2 separate regions of the Oncorhynchus mykiss genome follow, and region 2 is linked to region 1. A link is a contact called in public Hi-C data. All regions are on one chromosome and are shown on one strand. Each heading gives the region's core, a stretch centred on a gene start, on an enhancer-like site or on the middle of the called end of the contact. The rest is flanking DNA. Distances are from core to core; before and after follow the strand shown. Region 1 holds the start of ddo (D-aspartate oxidase). Region 2 holds the start of stxbp5b (syntaxin-binding protein 5).

The links. Hi-C and Micro-C count contacts between places; a contact is called where the count stands out from the background.
Region 2: a Hi-C map of liver shows a contact between it and region 1, with 2.4 times the contacts expected there. The contact joins the promoter of stxbp5b here to the promoter of ddo in region 1. A contact is called at or near these places in 2 of 3 Hi-C or Micro-C datasets (blood and liver).

What each region holds. Positions count from the first base shown.
Region 1 is chr25:36,710,936-36,714,530 of USDA_OmykA_1.1, reverse strand. It overlaps ddo (D-aspartate oxidase), which reads right to left and starts at 2,248. Exons shown (of 7, transcript XM_036962634.1): 1 at 2,140-2,248. The region is part of intron 16 of LOC110505847 (ensconsin); the gene reads right to left. LOC118944239 (a long non-coding RNA gene) reads left to right here and starts at 3,525. Exons shown (of 3, transcript XR_005039533.1): 1 at 3,525-3,595.
Region 2 is chr25:36,890,591-36,894,300 of USDA_OmykA_1.1, reverse strand. It overlaps stxbp5b (syntaxin-binding protein 5), which reads left to right and starts at 2,435. Exons shown (of 26, transcript XM_021585330.2): 1 at 2,435-3,144. The coding sequence starts at 3,007.

The DNA.
Region 1 (3,595 bases), core at 999-3,498:
TATGATCAAATCCATATCAAAATAGCAGTGCAAGTGTCGCAGCGCGACCGGGAGACCCATGAGGTGGCTCACAATTGGTCTAGCGTCGTCCGGGTTAGGGGAGTGTGTGGGGGGAGAAAGGGGAGTGTGTGGGGGGAGAAAGGGGAGTGTGTGGGGGGAGAAAGGGGAGTGTGTGGGGGGAGAAAGGGGAGTGTGTGGGGGGAGAAAGGGGAGGGTGTGGGGGGAGAAAGGGGAGGGTGTGTGGGGGGAGAAAGGGGAGTGTGTGGGGGGAGAAAGGGGAGTGTGTGGGGGGAGAAAGGGGAGGGTGTGTGGGGGGAGAAAGGGGAGGGTGTGTGGGGGGAGAAAGGGGAGGGTGTGTGGGGGGAGAAAGGGGAGTGTGTGGGGGGAGAAAGGGGAGTGTGTGGGGGGAGAAAGGGGAGGGTGTGGGGGGAGAAAGGGGAGGGTGTGGGGGGAGAAAGGGGAGGATGTGTGGGGGGAGAAAGGGGAGGGTGTAGGGGAGAAAGGGGAGGGTGTGGGGGGAGAAAGGGGAGGGTGTAGGGGAGAAAGGGGAGGGTGTAGGGGAGAAAGGGGAGGGTGTGTGGGGAGAAAGGGGAGGGTGTGTGGGGAGAAAGGGGAGGGTGTGTGGGGAGAAAGGGGTGTGTGTGGGGGGAGAAAGGGGAGTGTGTGGGGGGAGAAAGGGGAGTGTGTGGGGGGAGAAAGGGGAGTGTGTGGGGAGAAAGGGGAGTGTGTGGGGGGAGAAAGGGGAGGGTGTGAGGTGAGAAAGGGGAGGGTGTGGGGGGAGAAAGGGGAGGGTGTGAGGTGAGAAAGGGGAGGGTGTGAGGTGAGAAAGGGGAGGGTGTGGGGGGAGAAAGGGGAGGGTGTGAGGTGAGAAAGGGGAGGGTGTGGGGGGAGAAAGGGGAGGGTGTGAGGTGAGAAAGGGGAGGGTGTGGGGGGAGAAAGGGGAGGGTGTAGGGGAGAAAGGGGTGGAAGAACAACTGAAACAGCATTGCAGTGTTCCAGTCCTACATGTTTCTTTTTGATCCCAGCCACGTCGCTGCATCAGACCTTTTGCCTCTTGGTAGGCCATCATTGTAAATAAGAATGAGTTCTTTATTGACTTGCCTAGTTAAAAGGTTACATTTATATATATTTATATATATATAACATGGGGCTAAAGTTTAAGGATACGTTGGTTGGTTAATGTAAATTAAATGACAATGGGTTATTTGTACATACACTCACCACTCCACTTGACTCAAGTGTTAAACATTCAACCTTTTTTAATCAACATTTTGATTTATCTGGATTAAATGTATCCAACACTGCTTGGGATTTTGAAGTGAAATAGAGCAAGTTGAAAAATATTATAATCACCCCTTTGAAGCTTCAGTAACCAGTCGCCTGTGGTATTTGGGATGCAGTAATTGCAGGATACTGCAGTTATACCGCATTCTGACTGCAATATTTTTTCTTAAGGGCATTTACATAAAACACTGCTATTTGCCCATAATCTATTATGATTACCTAACAGAACTTCTCCAACGAATGTGTTGGCCTACCTGCAGGCTGTGCAAGGTCACAAAGTATCAAACTAACTTACTACTCTGCATAATGAACAGCCAAATCATTATGTAATAGAATTCTCTATCGGGCTAGTTTGTATCTGTGGGATGCGCAGATAGAGGATCAGTTCCCCTCCCCCAACCTTAAACATCAGTGGGGGACATGCAAAACTGACCCAAGATCAGAGTCTAGAGGCAACTTCACCCTACTCTGCGGGGGTTAAAGTCCTGAAAGGATTCAAATAAATCCCGTGTGCCTTTATGAGTTTGCATCCAGCCAACTACTGATGCGCTATGAAGCGGTGAAGTATTTTTTATTCATATGTTAATCTGTTAATAACCATAGTGTTCATAGTGTACTGTACGAGAACTACAAACACAGTTATGACATAGAAAAAGGCTGCTAAGCGACTGCATGTCTCTTGTAAAAGGTTGTCCAACATTCTTCAAGTTGACCTTAGAGAGCAGACGTCATGTCGCCTATAATAAAGATTCGCCTACAATTAAACAAGAACCTGAACTAAATTTCAAACAATTACGTGACAAAAACAGTTGTTTGCTAGACAACAACGGTGGGAAATAGGAAAATTGTACCAACCAGAGCGTATTACGATCAGTGGCTCACTGCTGCGCATGCCTGAGATTTTAAGCACACTCATACATAGTCCACAGACGCGATAGCCCGGCGTCCCATTGCCACATGCTGCGTTGAAATACCAGTCGGAACTAGGAGACTGACAATTCTGACTTGCTAACTGGTTGTAGTTATGCACAACCAGTTAGCAGGTCGAACATTTCCGAGGAACGGCTCTGAGACCACAATCCGCAGGGCACTACTTTATTTTTATGTTTCCTTTATTTAGTTCAGTTAAGAACAAATTATTATTTTCAATGTCGGCCTAGGAACAGTGGGTTAACTGCCTGTTCAGGGGCAGAACGACAGATTTGTACTTTGTCAGCTCGGGGATATGAATTTGCAACCTTCCGGTTACTAGTCCAACGCTCTAACCACTAGGCTACCCTGCCGCCCCAGGGAGCCTACTGCCTACTACTGCCCGAACACGCACCTCCCCACAATTCCCAACCAACGCGTCTCGGGTACACGTCCAATGTTCATTTGAAGGTGTTGACAGTTGGAGAAATTGCTTGAGCTGCGCTGAGAACTCGACAAGTATAAAAGCCAACGGTCCAATATCCAAGAACACTGCTATTAGTGTGCGTACACTTGTTGGTCTACCCAGCTCCGCATGCTGGTCGTCACTAGTTCTACAGCCACAAAATCACAAACACCGCCCATTTCTACCGTTTTATCATTTTAGAATCTGATTTTAAACCTAACCTTAACCACACTGCTAACCTTATGCCGAACCTTCAATTATTAACCTTATGCCGAACCTTCAACCTTCAATTACATTCGTGAATTATTACAATTTTGCTCATTTTGACTTTGACAGTAGTAACTACTAGAAACATGACATTTGGGGACAGTTTGTGTGTATTGTATTGAAAACACGCATGCTCGTACGGCAGTTGATATCCGCGTTTATAAACCCAGGGTCGTTGCACTTCTCCCTCTTTTCAAAGAGCGCGTCCTCGCGCTAATTTGGGACTACGTTTTACAGGAACGCGCACACCTATCAAGCACACGCATTGTCGTGGATGCAAGTGTAACAGTATGACTTTAGACCGTCCCCTCGCGAACCAAGGACCCTCTGCACACATCAACAACAGTCACCCACGAAGCATCGTTACCAATCGCTCCACAAAAGCCGCGGCCCTTGCAGAGCAAGGGGAACTACTACTTCAAGGTCTCAGAGCAAGTGACGTCACCGATTGAAACACTATTTAGCGCGCACCACCGCTAACTAAACTAGCGTTTCACATCCGTTACACATGGTCCGATCACTTCTGACACTAATGTAATGAAACAGGCAGGGAGCAGGTCTCGAACCCTCGACCTTCTAGCCCGAAGTCCAACTGGGAACTAGGAAAAAAAAAAAATCCAAGTCGGAGCTAGTTTTTTTCCGAGTTCCCAGTTCTATTTAACACAAGGA
Region 2 (3,710 bases), core at 1,186-3,685, 180 kb before region 1:
TACTTTTGATACTTAATTATTTTTAACACCAAATACATTAGACTTTTACTCATGTAGTATTTTACTGGGTGACTTTAACTTTTACTTCAGTCATTTTCTATTAAGGTATCTTTACTTTTACTCAAGTATGACAATTTAGTACTTTTTCTACCACTGATATATATAATATCATAATATATTGAGATTTCAGTGTTTTGATATTCATAGAAAACATAACAATAAACCCCTCAACTGGTCCATGTGTCACTGTCCATGGTGCTGATTTCTATACACTCAGACCTAAAACACTCTTGGCGGTCCTCAGTAGGAGAGAAGGACAGGTTGAGGAAAGAGGGTAAGGATGAGGAGAAAGGGAGATGGTGAGGAGAGGGGGATAGGATGTGGAGAGAGATTGAAACCCTGTGTTCAATATTTCTGATAGATATTACCAATTCCCATCGACATCACCAATGTCTTTTCTTCGTTTTCTAGTTGTCCCTTCCATGTCGGTAACTCTGTGAGAGTGACTGCTGGGTAGCAATGTTGGTAAATTGTGCCATCTAGTGTACATTTTCCATAGCATGAACACCAGGCTGTATGTGCTATCGTGCCAACTCCTTGTCACTCACATGCCAAACATTGGCTTGAGCAATGGAGTTGGCAAGAACATCTACAGAGGGACCAGGCTATCTTTTTCACACTCTGAACTCATAGGTAATAGCAATTAGCCACCTCCAGTAGCAATATTTGACCAATGAAATAAATATATAATGAATTCTCTCATGAGTAATTGTCTGTTTTAATGTTAAATAGTGTTTCATACTTATAAAAAAAACAACGCCGATAACAATGAAACAACAACATATATTTTTTCTTCCACTGCATGTCTCTGAACATCAGTAAAACGGTCCTCTGGTCATGAGATGCAGACACAAGCAAGGTGGTAGGAATTTGTCACTTTTATCCTTTTTTTCCCTTCCCCTTTCAATTGTTTTTTATTAACAACAAATCAATACAAAAAGTACCTGGGGAAACAAGGATATATAAAGAATATACCAAGGACAATTGGGCTAGGGGCGGGGCTGGACTAGGGGCGGGGCTAGGGGGTACAATATCACATTACACAAGGACCTTAAGGGACATACAGACATTTATCATTCTAACAGCTTTTTTGTTAGTAGAGTATTTAATTGTCTTAAAATGTAGTTCAATTTCTTTTTGTAAGGTAATTAAATGTGGTGTTTTGTTTGTAAATTTACATTTGTGAATATGAAATTTGGCCAAAAGAATGATGAAATGAACATCATAAAATTGTTTCCACTTATTTCTATTGTAGGTAAAGAATCCAAGCAGCACATCTCTCCATAATAATGTAAAATCTTCATAAATGTGTTCAATTATATATCTACTGATGTCTTGTCACAGATTCCTTCCATGAATACAAAGCTAAAAAAAAGATGCAACACTGTTTCTGGGTGTTCATTACAAAAGGTACAATTTGAATGTATGTTTTTCTTTTACTTCTTCGTATAGTGGTTGGTAGGATAATATTTATGAATAATTTTAAAAGAAACCTCCTTCATTTTGTTAATAAGTGGGAATGTAGGTACATCCAAACTTTTTCCCAACACATATTATCAATAAAACCATTTCAATAAGGCATGACATCCTGTTGAAACAAGGCTTGTAGAGCCCTACTGTTGTTGAATGGACTAAAAGAAAAACAAATCTTTCCTACTGATGAGTCAACAGGGGTAATCGTCGGTATGTTCTGAGGGTCAGGTCTTGACACGTTCCTGAATAATGAAGAAACACCTGAGGGAATGGCATCTAAAACAATTGCAAAATCTTTAGGTGTTACAGGGACCTTGTAAAGTGATAAGAATTCCTTAAAATTAACTAAAAGACCCTCTGAATTTACAATGGCCCGACTTTTCCATATATAATATCTGTGTGGAGAAAATTATGCTCATAAACTAAGGACCATGACGAGAAAACCTGTCTGAATTTGTCATTTTACTTATGGTATAACTGGTCCGTGGTACGCCAATGGTATACATATGCGATTTTGTGATATTTTTAATGATGAGCCACAGAGTTTCTAAACCCAGAGTTGCAACATTGCAAGACTTCCGGGAACGCGAAACAGACCAAACAGACATGGCCGTTGTTTGGGGTTTGAGAGAAATGAAACATTCTTCTGTAGTTGTTTTCTCGAAACCTAAAGGCTCAATCTAGATTCGAAACAATGTCAAGTAGTTGAACATGTTATTACTCCAAACTCCTAAAGGTGACCAACCAATTTTCGTCAAAAACAACTTTATATCGAAGGTGTGCCTTTGATTTGACGGCCAACACATGCGCAGATCGGCGCGAGACGACCGTTAGACCCGATGACGTGTTTGTACGCATGAGCCTACTTATCCAACGTCGCCATGACAGCGCCTATAAGTGTGATCGTGGATTTCAGTTTTAGCCTATCTTTATACTGTACTGTCTGTGAATGAGCGCTTGGTTTGTGACTTTGTCTAGTAAGCTCGATGGATAACACAATTGACGAATGTTACTATCTTATTCAGTGATTCATAATTTGTTTTCCAACATAGGTTTCCAAAAATACAGATTTATTTAGATTTGTACTTTATTGGCTCCAATGTTTAGCTTACATCCGTGTTGCTGCCTCTACCGCGCAGACTCGTCACTGCGGTTCACTGCGTTTCCGTGTTAGCTGGGCTGGCTAGCTGATAGTGGCTGTCGTCAGGAGAGCCTACGATCGACTCCGACTGGATATTGTATCGATGGATAAAACAAATATTTTCGACAATGCATTAATGTTCATAAACTGTGTTCTTGTGAATGATGCTATGGAAAGTGCGGTGACTACACCGTCCGTAACATGCGATATTAGCCAAGTGTGCGTCTTAAGAGCAGTTTACGTTATCTAGGTAACTGTTACCGCTATATAACATTTATGGTGGCTTCGTTGATCAATTTTTTGTGTTTTGTCCTCGTCTGTATTGGTGGAAAATGAAGAAGTTCAATATCAGAAAAGTGCTGGACGGCTTGACTGCTTCTTCCTCTGGCACTGCATCTCCACAACCAGGAACTAATCAAAACGATGTGATCCAAGAGACGCTACAATCGGAGCATTTTCAGCTCTGCAAGGTGGGCTACGATCAACTAAGCCGGCGACGATTGTTTTGCTGGGAATCATTGAAGATAACAGCTCGTGATTTCTAAAACGTCGACGTCGGCTAGTCAGTTTTCTGTGTGGCAATAGTAGTTTGTATTTTTGTTATTTGTGCCTATGCTGATATTGCATTGGTGTGGATCTTGTAGCTAGGGGGGTAGCCATCTAGTTAGCTACTAGTGTTGCTAGTTGTCAAACCTGCAGAGGAATGTATTGCTAATCAACTGACTGCCTCCCACGGTCCCCGTTTCTGATATTGCCATAGCTTCATAGCTGCCTAACTAGTTAGCTAAATGACGCCAGGCTAGTGACTATTAGTGTCCACAACAGCCAGCCATAAATTAAATCTGAATAATCCCGTTTCTCTGGATTATAAATAGATAGCTAGGTCATCCAGACATTGGCTAGCTAGCTAACAAACTACAGCAGCTGTCCAGTGATCTGACAGTGAAAGAACATAGCTTGTTGTCAAGATAGCTACCTTACTAGAAATCTTTTGCTTTTTTGGTTCTGAGAAAAAGCGACACACTCAGCTAGATTG